Linked DNA regions of Hordeum vulgare: region 1 is linked to region 2. Evidence: chromatin contacts called from public Hi-C data. All regions are on one chromosome and are shown on one strand. The core of a region is the stretch at or near the end of the contact, and the rest is flanking DNA. Distances in the headings are between cores, read along the strand shown.

The links. A called contact is a pair of places that touch in the nucleus more often than the background predicts.
Region 1: a Hi-C map of leaf shows a contact between it and region 2, with 2.4 times the contacts expected there. The contact joins two enhancer-like sites. A contact is called at or near these places in 3 of 6 Hi-C or Micro-C datasets (leaf and seedling).

The regions. Positions count from the first base shown.
Region 1 is chr6H:459,406,110-459,413,236 of MorexV3_pseudomolecules_assembly, forward strand. No RefSeq gene overlaps it. Among protein-coding and RNA genes, the nearest start is that of LOC123404808, 260 kb to the right of the region's middle. Within about 2 kb of position 1,687, at least 3 of the 3 cell types and tissues checked have open chromatin away from gene starts, as enhancers often do. A contact at or near this core is called in leaf and seedling, where this site is marked.
Region 2 is chr6H:458,802,800-458,810,510 of MorexV3_pseudomolecules_assembly, forward strand. No RefSeq gene overlaps it. Among protein-coding and RNA genes, the nearest start is that of LOC123405601, 17 kb to the left of the region's middle. Within about 2 kb of position 1,987, at least 3 of the 3 cell types and tissues checked have open chromatin away from gene starts, as enhancers often do. A contact at or near this core is called in leaf and seedling, where this site is marked.

The DNA of each region.
Region 1 (7,127 bases), core at 437-2,936, 600 kb after region 2:
AACAACCTCGTAGATTACATTGGAGAGGCCAATAGGGCAAAAATCTGTCAGTTTTGCTGGGTTTTGAACTTTAGGAATAATAACAACGATAAATATCATTCACATACTCTCACGTAACCCATGTAGAGAAGAATTCCTTTACCGCACCAGTTACCTTATTTTTCAACGTCAAACAATTCATTCAAAAGAATCTCACAGAGTTCATATCATCATTTACTAGAGCCTCGTGTTCACATCATCGTTGACCTGTCTATGAAACGATCAATAATAGGAGAACATGACTATGGAAAGATCAATGATAGAGAAACCATCACACAATGTATGCCGCTCTTCGCAAGTTTTTCTTATTTTTAGATTACAAATCATGTGAACGGAAGAGGGCCTGGAGTTAGCGAAGACTGGTAATCTTGAGGAGTTAGCGAAGACTGTCGTGGCCAATAATAAAGGGCTTGTTTCCGTATGCAACGGTCTGGTGTGATGGCCAAAAAAAAAAACTCTTAATTATGCTAGTTTTAGCTAGCTTATTATGTGTAATTATGTGTGGTGATGGACTGCCGGATCCCATTCGTTTAGCCCAAACAGAATAATGGACACTACGTGGAAGTAGTGTACGCCGCACCTGATTAGCATTATAGTAGCATATGCAGCCATGAGAGTACCTTTGAGTTGCTTCTCCACGAGTTAATCCCCGGTTTATAAAGCCAATGATTAGGAGACAAACCCGCTGCCTTTGCTTGGTGCTTAAGCCGATTAAAAGAAGCAAATGCACATCTACCTACGCTAGGGAGGCAAGAATCTATCCACACGAACCGATTGGTTTTGGAACAATCCACCACCACCCTGCAATGTCACGCAGCCAACGGATCCCCTGTCACTGCCACTGCCCCTGCCACTGCCACAAACAAAACAATGCCGGGTTTCGGATCCCGAGGCGCGCGCGGCACCACATCTCCCGAAAGCAGATTCCTGTAACGCCCAGAGCGGCAAACCCTATCGCGCCGGCGCGATCCTCGACGACGCAGGGACGGGGGCCAACCAACCAAAGCGAGAACGAAGCACGTCCGACGTGCCCTCCCCCGGCGAGCACGCATCCCCGCGCGGAGGGGTCAAGGCGGCACATCGAGCACGTCACCGCCGTACGGGCCGCGCAGCCTTACGACGGCGAGCGGGGCTTTTCCCCTCCTCCCCTCCCCCCCTTTCGCCTGCGCACAGGAGCTCCAGTACGTACGCCTCCAAAGCCGTGCAGGCTCGATCGATTCTCGGCGAGACCACCCCCGAGCCCCTGGGTTCGCGCGAGCGCCGCTGCTGCTGCTGCTTTTACTGTTGGCTGGTTGCCTCGCCTCGCCTGACGGCGCCGAACGTTTGGTTTGGTTTCGGTTCTGGGGCTGCCCGGCCCGGCTCTTCCTGGGTGAGCCTTTACGCGGTGGCCCGCGTGTCCCGCCTCCCCGGCGATAAGCCGCGCGCGTGAACAGCGTCGTCGGGCAGGGGAGGGAGAAAGCGACCGGACGGAGGCGATGGGGAGATGAGATGCCGGAGCGGACAGACCGAGGTTTTACGTGGGAAAGCGGGTGCAAGCCTTTCGTGGAAGCGGACGAAAGACCGCTCCAACTAAAGCTCGCACAGCGAATGTCATCACGTCGGCTTCGTGCTTCGAGTCCAAGAAAGGGACACACAGTGGAAACCGCCGGAGTGGATTCCGCTGTTGGACGGGCAAGCCTGGCCCATATCGGCCCACCAGTGCAGAGCCTTGCTTTAGCGCTCTCTCTAGAAAAGAAAAGAAAAAAAAAACGATAATGCTATCTCGCTGACGTTCCGTACAGAACGATCCCAAACGAACACATTTTGCTGGGAGTTTTAGCTGTCACACGAGATCAAAGGATTGCAGCTTTTCTTATTTTTTGCCTTAAATTTTCATTCCTCTCAGAACTGACATGCGTCACTGAAAAAATGCCATGCATGCACCTTCAAAAAACTAACAGTAAAAATGTTTGCAAATGTGAAATGTCACTCCTCACATCGAACGTTAGCCAGCTGTTCGGTAAAAAAAAAAAAAAAAAAAAGCACGACAACCGCGCAGGTGCACGGGCTCGGTTATGCACGGGCATCGCCACGCGCACGTAATGACAGTTGACACTTGACAGGAAACGAAAGCATGCTTTAGACCCATCTATCTTTTAAACAGTTTGATTTGATAACTGAACAGGAAAGTCTGGTAAGTACACACCCGATGGCACATGAACAGGGGAGCAAAGCGAGGAGGGATAAAGGATTACATCTACATGATGCATTCGCAGCGCATTACCTCTGGGCGATTAGACGGCCGGCGGGGCTGATCTGCTCATGCTAGGTCGACTGCCCGTTTGACCCCGCCGTCAAATCGGCCGCTGCGTCAGAATTCTTGGTTGTTTCGAGTGCATGATCGGCCATGCTGATGCATGCATGTGCGCGTGAGACGTGGCCATGCAGACGCAGGGCCCAGGAGCAAAGGTGAAGATTGGTGCACGTAACTTCACCATTGCCATTGCCGCTAGCTTTGCTTTCTCGCGGTCCGAGTCGAACACGTATGCTATGGCGATGCACGCGTGCTTGGAAAGGCTGGGAGTCTGGGACGTCCAATCTCACCTCCTCCTCGTCGTTGCAGGCATGTGGGCCTCTCGGTCGCGAAGGAATGCGTTGATGAACGGGCTTGAGGCTGATCATCAAGCTAAGTTGATTCGTCGTCTGCGCAAAGCAATATCTGCAGTGCAGACAGCTCCCTGGGACGTGATAACTCTCACTCATCGACAGGGTCTTGTGCTCTCAGGTAGAGTAGTATCTGCAAGCCGAGGCGAGTGCCCAAATGTTCAGAGCTCAGAGGAGACATCTGCAGGCAGTGGAGGTGCAGTCGTGCAGAGCTGCATCTGAAAGGTGAAAGCTAATTGGCAAACCACAGGACACAGTTTCAGTAGCATGCCAGCATATATACGGTCGAGTTGAAAGTAGGAGTGGTGCAGGCAGTGGAGGTCAGGTCTACCTGGCCAGAACTGCAAAACGATATCAATATCTGGTTAAGAACATACAGACAACTTATACGGCAGAGAGGTATGGGAGAAAGTGATGAGCATATCTGCTAGTACGAAGGTCAAAATGTGTGGTGCCGGACTGGTTTCTGCATACGACCGTCAAATTATTATTTTATGTGCTTACGCTAACAATTTTTTAAATAGTTATCCCTTTCGTTTCATAATATAACACGTTTTGCAAACTATTCTCATAAAATAATACGTTTCCGCAAGCTAAGATAGCTTGCAAATCCTCTTAAATTATGGGACGGAGGAGTACATCATCTTGCAGTATACACTATTTTTTAAATAATTAAAACTGCACAGAGCACTTAGGTTGTAAAAACAGTGCAGAGTTTAGCAAGCCGTTACTGGGTTGGCCCAATGATTTAAACTTTTTTGTACTCCCGAAGGAATTATAGGGAAACTCCTATTTAGCGCGTACGCCTCCAAACTAGCTGGCGCGTACCTCCGACAACGTTGCTCCTTTTTGGGCCGGCCTATTTCGGGGTTCCTTACCCACCGGTCTTTTTTTTCTTAGTTTTTGTTTTATCGTTCTTTTTTTCCTTTCCCTTTTCATTTTATCGCTTACCTTTTTGTTTATTTTTTATTTTTTATTTTAACTAAATGTTCTGCTCTTCCTTTTTCATTATTTTATTCATTTATTTCTTTTATTATACTTATCCCTTATTTTCTACTTTTTTCGGTCATCTTCTTGAATTTATGAACATACTTACTCATATCATGAACAATTTTCTGAAAATTATAAAAATTCTTTGACCTCTTATATATTATATAATTCACGATTATTTTCAAATTTTAGGGAACATATTTTGAATTGATGAACATATTTTTCAAGTTGCCAAACATTTTTGGAAAAAATGGACATCTTTTGTGAAACCAGTGAATGTTTATTACGAACCAGAGAATATTTTCTGAATCGACAAATATTTCCAAAAATTGGAGGAACATTTTTTTATAATTCAAAAACATTTTTTTTGTTTTGATGATACAATTTTTGAACACTTGAATAGTTATTATCAGTTAATTTTTTTGGATCAATGAACTTTGCTTGTAATTCATATTTTTTAAGTTTACTAAAAAAATATGTTTTTCAAAAACAATTTCTAATTTCATTACAGTTTTTGAATATATTAATATTTGTTTCGAAATCATAAATATTTTTAATTTCCCGAACATTTTGTAAAATTGTGAATATTTTTTGAATATGCGAACATTGTTTGTTAAGTCACAAGCATTTTTAAATCCATGAACATTTATGATTTCTTAAATATATTTTTCCAAATGCACATTTTTAAAAGTTTGGCACTTTTTCTAATCCGAAATTATTAAGAATAGCAAAAAACTAACACAAAAAAACGAAAAGAAAATGGAAAATGGAAAAAAATCGCAATCGAATGCATAGAAGGCCTCGTAAATGGGCCATGCTCGCTGGGGAGCGAGGGTTGCATGTTGTCCTCCGGTGCAACACGTCGAATAGGAGCTCCCGATTTAGACCCAGACCTTTTCATTCTGAGTGGACTTTCAAGCCCATCTCATTTACTCACTACTACCCGTGTCTCAAAATGTGACAAAATATATGATGTTTATTATACTGTATAGAGTAAAAAAAAGATGTCTTATGCTTTAATCATCAGGGCTATCTCTCACTTATTGTGAGGTGCCTCTCGCGATCGGTTGACATGTTGGACCCAACACTATAGCTTACCTAAGAAAAAATATAATTTCTTTTCCATTGATGTGGTGTTTGTATCGATCTTCATTAGCTTTCTCTGTTTTTTATTTACCCATTTGTCTGAGCTTCTTCACATTTTTAGATTTTTCTAGTTTTCTTTCTTTCTCCATTGGTCTTATTTTGTTTTTCTGGGTTCATTTTCTTTCATCTTTTTTTCTTACCTTTTGCATTTTACATCGCTTTTCTTTGTTTGTTTTTTCATTTTCATTTTTTACTTTTCATTTTATGTTTGAAAGAGATGTCTCGCTTTTTTCAATGCACACTTTACATTTTTAGTTTACATGTGTGCACTTTTTTATACATGTTGACCATTTGTTTTTCCAATACAAGTCTAGAACATTTTGTTTCTACATGTTCAAAGTTTTTAATACATGTTCAAAGTTTTTAATACAAAATCATATTTTTTAAAAGGCCGCGAACATATCTTCTTACACCCATGCATATTTCTTTAAAATGTCACATATATTTTACTGAATGGTAGGAAAACCATTTTTTAATTGACAAATTAAAACAGCAGAAGAGGCTCCTACTGTCGCTTCATTAAAAAAATATGTTACAAAGTATTTACAGAGCCATTGCTCAAGAAAGTAGAAGGAAGATCAGGGTATCTACAATGCAAGGTTGGTAATTATTCCTTCCACATAGGAGGACTTCTCTGGAGGTAATCTAAATTGCAGAATCTCCAGGTCATGCTTGAGCATCCTCAGCCAATCTTGTTGGGAGGGTTGTTGTCCATCAAAAATCACCTTGTTCCTTGTTTCCAAATATTCCAAGAGACCAATATGGTAAGTTCTTTGAATAGGGGATGATGTAGGGGAAAACATGTTTATGCATACAATTTTTTACATTGTATAATCATTTCCTTAATGTCACGGAGATGTTGTTTTTAAACACAGGAACATTTTTTAAGAAGCTGTGTACACTTCTTTTTTGAATGGTACAAAACATTTTATGAAGTATGTCCAAATAAGTTTACAAGGTTAAAATATATTTTTTAAATGTCACGATATTTACACAAATTGTATGAAGATTTCTTGAATATCTAAAATATTTGTTTTCAAATGCTATCATCATTTTTTAAGCTGGACAAACTTTTTTTTAGCATTGTACGGACATTTTTCAAATGTGCGGTGAAAATTTTAGAACTTTAAATCTAATATTTTCTATTCAGGAATGTAAATAAAATTAATAAAACAAAAAAGATAAAGTAAAGCGAAAAACAAAGTTGCCTCCCACGATAGGCCGACACAGTAGCGCATCACTTTAGGCGAGTGCACACTCACGCTCGCTATGAATGAGGTATAGTCGTGTCCTTTTTTTAATGCCCGCCCCTCCTTGGACAAACTAGTTTTCTACAACTGCCCTTGCAGAGTTAATTTGGTAGCAACGTAAATAAAACCAGGGAAGCAAACCGAGTCAGTTGATTTTCTGACGCAGATAAGGGCATGTGCAAAGGTTTAGACGGTTCTTGTCTATAATCTCTGTCCATGTCAGATTTAGTCTCTACTACTCCCTCTGTTTATTTTTACTCCGCGTATAAGATTTGATCAAAGTCAAACAACATAAAGTTTGACCAAATTTATATAAAAAATATGAATATCTACTATATTAAAATTATATAGCATGAAAATACATCTCGTGGTGCATCTGATAATATTGATTTCATGTTGTGAATGTTGATATTTTTAATATAAAGTTAGTCAAACTTTACAAAGCTTGACTTTGACCAAGTCTTATATGCACACTAAAAAGAAACGAAGGGAGTACAGACATCTTTTCCAATGCAACGTCTAGCCGGCTATCTGTATAGGCCCTAAGATTACAGGAAAACTTAAACTGATTCTAGGAAGGAAACAAAAACTGGTTGCAGAATGATGGGAATGTTGTCTTTAAAGAGCGATTAGACGATCTGTAATTATACGTACAGACAAACAGTTTCTTTTTCATCCTTCTCTTTCATCCACGTAATAAAAAATCCTACATGGATGTGCTTATGGACAGCTGACTCAACCCCAATATACATGTCCTAAGAGTTGGCGCCTATTTGGCGCTTAGGCTCCTGTTACAAGATTCTCTTCAAGACAGTGCACGCCCATCAAAAAATACAAATGGTAGACATGCACAATGCTGCCTTTTTTCACAAAGACATTTTATGCAAAAAAATACATTTTTTCGTAGGAACACACAGGTGTATACTTACGTATGTGCAAATTTTCACAACATTTTACTTTTACAAGTGGCATAAAAAGAAACGGCAAATATCTATTTTCAAATGGGCCACTTTTTTCTTGATCTGGATTTTTATACATCTTACTAATGATTATATATTT
Region 2 (7,711 bases), core at 737-3,236:
TTAAAGTAACATAGCTAGATACCGTAACATGTTAAATGTTATGTTACTATGTGTCTTGCATATCAATAAATTAGACCATTTATGATACTAGTTTATGATACTATGCATTATAAAGGTGGTATCATACCATAGTATCATATGCATGATACTACTATATGATACTTTTCACTATGACCAGCCTAAGCTCACGTTGGTCAACTTTGTCGTTACCTCACTGGCCATCTACGCAATATATGCTCCATCAGAATTCCCATGAAAATCTTGGAACACCTCACAAGCTTTACTAACACTATGTGGCGCCAAGGGATATTGTGTGCGGATCAAAATGCACGGGCGGGCTTGGTATATTGGATCTCAAAGTTCAAAATCGAGGGCTTGTCCTTAAACAAATGCATAAGTCTTACAACAGACTTCATGTCCCGTGTGTCACCTTGGTCTGGACTGCCTACTATCAGAACAGGATACCGCACGCATCCGTTGCATGTGGACCGTTTTGGTGGCGTGACATTCTTCAGTTGTCGGCAATTTACAAAGGGGTCACACATGTGGAGATTGGAGATCCATCTACAACCTTGTTTTGGGAAGACCTATGGTGTCATGATATTTTGTCTGAAAGACATCCAAGGGCCTTCTCATTTGCCAGGACAGAAGTTGTGTTCGTCAGAAATATTTTGACGACCCATGCCATTGGAGAAAACTTCCTCCTTCCGCTCTCACCGCAGGACAGACTAGAGGTCCAGGACATACCGGTAGAGGTTCAAGACATGGCCATTGACCTAGAACGGCCTCACAAATTGATCTGTACTTGGGGTGGATCACAGTTCTAGGCTAGCAAATATTACACCCATTGCATTTATGACATGCAGGCTGATGATCAGTTTTCTTGGCGATGGAAATCAAAATGCACAATGATGTGGAAATTCTTTGCGTAGTTGCTCCTGGCCCACCGAATCAACACGAGGGATATGTTGAGAAGGCATAACGTCCCACTGTAGGGTAATATCCACACTTGTTTGTTGTGCTCTAACCCCCCGGATGAAACACTTGAGCAACCGTTTTCCAGTGTCCATTCAGTGCTACCTGTTGGGACTCCTTTGGGATTGCTTGGCCAGCTGATGGGAACCGATTTCAGTTGCTTCATGCTGGGAGAAGCGAATGGACGAGGCCATTGTTCTTGGAAATATTTACCGTGACTGCATGGGAGATTTGGAAAGAACGCAACAATAAACATTTCACAGGGATTATGTTGTCTCATGCTTCTTGGTTGACCAGGTTTAAGGAGGACTTTGCTCTCATGAAACACGTAACCAAGGAAGGGCTACACCCTTTCATCGAACTATTCCTAGCCAGCACCTCCTAGTCTTGTCCTCCTAGGCTTGTTTTCATTTTGTCTTCCCTGCCCCCTCCCCCTTGTGTGATGTAAATACTTCTTGTAACTTGTACACTCTTCTATTGATGAACTGAAATCAGTGGGGGCTTACCCCACTGTCGAGAGCTTAAAAAATGTTAATTATTATTCAACCTGAGGGAGTCACCAACACGCTAAATCACTAACCGAGGAATACACCATTTAAAAATCACTCTTACCTCTTCACGTTGCGACAAGTGACGTCTTATATGTGTGTTGCTACCTCGGAGTTTTTCATTTCTCGTAGATCCGTATTTTTAAAATGTTTCATTTCCTAGACCGTGCGTTCAAATTTCGACCCGTTTTCTCTGTTGGGTTTCTGGCGTCGAGATTTTTAAAACTAGATCCGATAGTGATAGGTTTTGACGAAAAAAAATTCACGAAAAAAACGTGCCTCTCGCGATAAAATAAATAAAAAACGTGTTTTTTCGTGCTGTGCCTATTCCTTGATGCACTGTACCATTGTAGCTACATTGATCGCTACAGTAACAGAAGGAAAGAAGCCTTACGCCACATGCAGCAGGCCGGGCTGCCTGGGGCCTGTCTCCGCTGCTGCTCTTACCAACAGGGCGCTCAAAGTGGGCCGGCCAAGTAAATCTCGCTATGCGGGGCCAGCGGGGGTTCTTCAGGTTTTCTTTGGCACCCTAACTTCGGTCTTTTTCCTTCTTTGTTACTTTTTTTTTCTTTTTTTTCTTCCAATTTTTTTATTTTCAAAAGTAAGGAACATTTTCGAATTTTTACCTTTAAAAGTTTTAACTTTTCCTAAATTCGTGAATATTTTCAATTCATGAATATTATTTTAAACCCATGAACATTTTTCATATCCATGAACATTTTAATATTCAAAGCCATTTTTTCAATACGTGATTTTTTTAAATTCATTGTCTTTTGAATTTATAAAAAAATTCGAATTCATGAACATTTTATCATTGGCAAATTTTCTTGAACACATGAACATTCTTTAATTCAATGATGATTTTTGAATGCATGGACATTTTTTGAATTGGTGATCATTTCTTAGTTCACAAAATATTGAATTCTTGAACTTTTGTTGAATTCTCATTCATTTTTCTCAATTTACAAACACTATTTGAATTAGTGAGTTTTTGTGGGATATGTGATCTTTTTGAATTCATGAATATTTTTTAATTAGCGAATTTTTCTTGAATATGCGATCTTTTTCAATTCGTTTGTATTTTGAAAATTCATTAACATTTTTTTAATTCGTTATCATTTTTCAATTAAAATTTTGTTTTGACTACTTGAACACTTTTTGAATATGAACATTTTCTAAATTGGTAAATCTTCTTGCATACGTGAACACTTTTGAATGCACTTGTGTTTTTTCAAATTCAGGAACATTCCTTGAATTGGGGATCATATTTTTAACTCATAAAATTTGAATTCTTTAACATTTGTTTAATTCATGATTTTTTGTGAATTAGCAAATATTTCTTGAATACACAGTTCTGTTTTGAATTCATGAATATATTTTATATGTGTGAATATTTTTTAAATTTATGAACATTTTTAAGAAGTTCTGAGCATCTCTCAATTTGGGAAATTTTTAAAATTCATAAAAAAATCAAATTTGATAATTGTTTTGAGTTCACAAACTTACTTTGTAAGTCGCAAAGATTTTAGGGAGCATTTTTTAATTTGAAAAAATATTTTTAATTCATGACTTATTTTTAGTTCATGATTCTTTTTCCATTCTCGAATATTATTTCGAATTAGTGAAGAATTTTCAAATTAAAATAAAACCGACTTAAAATAAAAAAGATGATACGAAGAAAAAAATGAAAAAAGGGCTTGTTCACTTGCTGCTTCACGACCGTCGTGGTATGCTGACTCGCTAGAGTCGTTGGGCGCCTTTCTTGTTACACATGTCTTCGCCTTGCTAGAGATATTCTCTCCAGGTCAAGTGTGAGTCCATTCACACTTTCCTCTACAAGGTGCTTCTAATTGAATATAAGCTTTTCATGTTAATAAAAAGGGCAACCTTACGCGTCCGTCGGTGAATCTTTTTAAGAGATTCATCGCCTCGCGAGCCATTGTATTCAATATGGGATGGTCGTTAGGTTAAACTATCAGCTTTACAACAAGGATGATGTTTCGTTCTAACGGTTGCAATAGGGTTCATGTTTCAGAACTTCTACAACATATATATTGTTGCAGAAATTTTTCTGCAACAAAGCTAATGTTGCATGGTTTTTTAACTAAACTGTTTTGAAACATAACTAATGCTGTAGAAAATTTTCTTGCAACATCATTGTCGTTCACGGAGAGTTGTGTCAAACGATGCCGAGGAAGGAGAGGCGCCGCCCGTCCCCGTCGCCGACGAGCCATGGACCTCCGACGAGGTCGCATGGCCGCTCCTTTGCTCCGGTAAGGTGGGCGACGTGGTAGAGGCAGGCGGCAACAATGGAAACTGCATCCGACCGTGGCTCGCCAAGGTGGCAACCGCACCCAACCCCCTACTATAATGGAGCACCATGGCGGCCAACCGAAGACTCGGGCTCATGGCTAGTCGAGGACCACCTCGCTGGGTTGTGCTGCTAGCGCATACTACATGTGGCTTCTCTTGTTTCTCGAGATGAAAGGATAAGGGAGAAGCATGGGCAGGTTGTTGGTACGTGGTGAGGCACGTGTCACATGGACGGTGCAGCGGATCATTCCTTTAGGCCAACTCCAACGCACGACCCCAAATGAACGTGTGTTTCCTTCACTTTTTGTCTGATTGGGGTGGCAATGGGGCCGTGTCCGTCAGGATTTGTGGATACTCCGGTCGTGTGTCCAACGCGAGGCCCTGCATTTCGACCGCATATCGTCCTCGTGCATGCAAAAAACCGAATTGAACAAAGGATGTAGCTAAATGCAATGGCGGTAGTTCACGACGACGGATGTGTTCTTGCGAGTTCATGCCGACCGACAACAAAGCCAACGCTCTACATAATGGTCACCCAAATTTCATGCCGGAAACATAGCCAGCAGCCGACACACTAGCCAGCCATCAAAATGCACAAGTTTTGGGCCCCCCAACAAAGCAGCGGCCGGCACACAAGCCATCCTTCAAAATGGACAAGTTTTTGGCGCCGGCAACGAAGCCAGCGTCCGGCGAACCGGTCGAGATCTCACCTAGTTCATGTCGTCGTGAGTGAGCATCTCCCTTTGCCAGTTCACGAACCAAGCCTCCGCCTCCGGTGACATGTTGTTCTTGTCTACATTCATGAAGGCGAGTGTCACCTCTTTTTATTTGGTCTCAGCATTGGTTGCATCGATCTCAAGCTTCTCGATTTGAGTGGCCTCCCCGATGACAAGCTTCCTCCTCTTCACGACCTCCTCCTTCTCAAGCTTCTTCGTTTGGAGATCTAGGTAGATCTTCATTTTCTCCTCCTTCACTTTGCTCCTTCTCTCTTCCATCACTTTCTTTTGGCTCATCATGTTCTCCAATGTTCCTTCCAAGGCTATAGAATCCACATCACGCTTCTCGGCGGGCTTTGAGCTTGTATTCCCCCTCGGCCTCTTGAGAAAGTCTCCCTCGTCGGCCTTGACCGCCTTCCCGCCTTTCTTCTTACGAGCGGCATATTGGTCTTTGAACTTGGGGCAATCTTTTATGAGCTCGAACAATGTGTGAGAATAAACGACTTGTCCTTGTGACGGGCCTTGAAGGCTTCCAAAGATTGGAATGCCTACACAACCAAAGATGCGGCCACAATTGTAACATGGAAGAACACAAAATACATCGAAACATAAATTGCATGCCAACATCAATGGACACATGACGAAAATAATGAGAGGTTCATACCAAGTCATCAATGCCTAAGCAACTCACGGGACGGGCTTGAACGCTCTCAAGCGCGGCACAATATGTGTTGCACTCTTGTTGGATGAACCCTCATCTCTTTTGGATTGAATTGATGTCACGGGTGCTTGCAAATTGGTAGGGGAAACTTGCTTTGCTCATGAAAGGTGGTGTGAACTCTCATCCAAAAGACAGATCCTTTTTGCTCGACACCTTTCATAGGATCTGGCCTATCTCCATCCAACTATCGCAAATAAATGTGTCCTTCAATTGAGTGTATGATCCCGTGCGAATGCTTTGCCTCATCTTTTGTGCCTCGGTCCTTTGGGTGAGCTCGTCAACGAACACCAATGGTTCCGCGAAAATGCCGATATCTTCCTCCTCATCTTCACAATACAAGTCATCATCTACATGACAAGAGTTGCCATGGTCATCCCCATCGTCATCATGACCGGAAAATTGAGTGTTTTCATAGTGGCCTCGGTCGTCCTAGCTTTGGGTCGCATCAGGATCAAAATCTTGGCCTTGGTCGTCGACGTGGAAGGCCTCACCAGGTCCCTCGAAGATGACGTTCTCCATGAACGCCATGTAGTCAGGGTCGTCAACCATCAACGTTGGCGGTGGCATTCCGTCGAACAGCCTACGGACGGGGGCCATGTTCGCTGAAGGGAATGACCGAGGCCGCTTCCTTTGCATCATGTCAGATGGCTAGCAGGCGTCAGTGTACCTCGGTGTGACGTTCAGGTCGATGAAGCCCGCAGGCATGGCCGGACCGACCACGCACTCCGAGGACGTGGAGAACCATGTCTTCCCATGGTCGTGGAGCGGTGGTACGCGATATGCCTCGGGCGTGACAGACAAGCCGTGGGAACGGTGCTACAAAGGACAAATGACTCACGAGCGTGTGCTGGCCGCGGCCATGGCATGTATCAATAAAATGGCCACCGAGGGTCGGCACAACCCTAACATGAGGAGGGTGTATGCCTTGGTAGCGATGGCCTCCTTGGCTTCAACGTCAGCCTTGTGTTGCACGACACGCAACGCGGCTGCCTCGGTGGCGATGTTCGCAGTGGCCTTCTTCTCTGCTGCATGTTCCGATGGTCCCTCATCTTGGTCGAGTCAATGTCAACCTTGGTGAGCTCCACCGGTGTGAGCTCCGACCGCGGCTTCTTGGAAGCATTCTTCTTCGCCGCGGAGTGTGCGGTCGTGGTTGGGTCACCGGGATTCGTTGTATCGTCGGCAATGGGGAAGGGGCAGAGGGGGGCACGGGAGAGTTTTGGGCAAAATGCAGGGAAAGCGGGGCGATCGTGTCCCTAACGAGCACGCCACGGGGAGGACAAGGACGCACGTCCCGCCCGTCCGTACGTTTTCGTTCGGCCGCAAACACATCCCAAAATTGAAACAGAAATGGATCGAAAGTGGACAAAAAACAAATATTGGTTTGTTTGCTCCGCACATTGAGTGACATGTTTTATCCGTTTGGCTCCAAACACACGCGGTCGGACCATGAGTTGGATCGGTCGATGAATTCATATTGTTTCTCTAATTAAAAAAAAGCAGCGCCCAGCCGACAATGGTAATTGTCGTCAAACAATAGATCGGGTTTTTGCACTGTTCTGACCCTCTCAGCAATATGTGTCACAAACTGAACTCGATATGAAAGTATTTCACGATCTGGCCCTTTTAGAAACGCCACAGCCTGTGGCGCTGCCGATGCACGTAGAAACGCTAGTCTAGCTTCACGTTTCTGCTCCACATTCCAACGCCGAACTAGCTCGCGTTGTAGACCATATGGCAACGCCAGGGTATTTGGCATTTCTACCCAGGCTGGAAACGACATGGGAGTTGGCGTTTCTGGAATAGAGATTGTCAACAAGCACGTTAGGACCACGAGGCGCTGAGGCAGAAGCAGCAACGCCTTGGGATTGGCGTTGCTGGAGTAGAGATTGTCACTTGTTTGAAAAGTCGACCTGATAAGGAAGAGACAAGAGACAAGATTTCAAAATTAAGGTCAGCAACGTCAAGCCACATGGCGTTTCTAGCCTAGGTAGAAACGTCAAATACCCTGGTGTTTCCATATGGTGTGCAACGCGATCTACCTAGGCATTTCTATATGGAGCGACAACACAAGCTATCTAGGCGTTTCCATATGAAACAGAAACGCCACGGTCTCTCGCGTTATCAAAAGAAACAGATCGTGAAATACTTCCATATCAAATTCATTTGTAAAAAAGATTATTAAAAGAATTAGAACAGTGATTTAATCCGAAGGCTGCCCGTAATGAAAGTATCATAGGTAGTATCATGCATGCCAACTAGGCAATTTCGATGATGTGGCATAGAATTAAATCAAGAAAGAGATGGTTGAATATCATATCATGATACCGTATCATATTAAATGATGTGCTACTACTCCTATGTGTCTTGCATGGCAATAAATGAACTACTCTATGATACTAACATATGATATTATGCATTACAAATATGGTATCATAGAC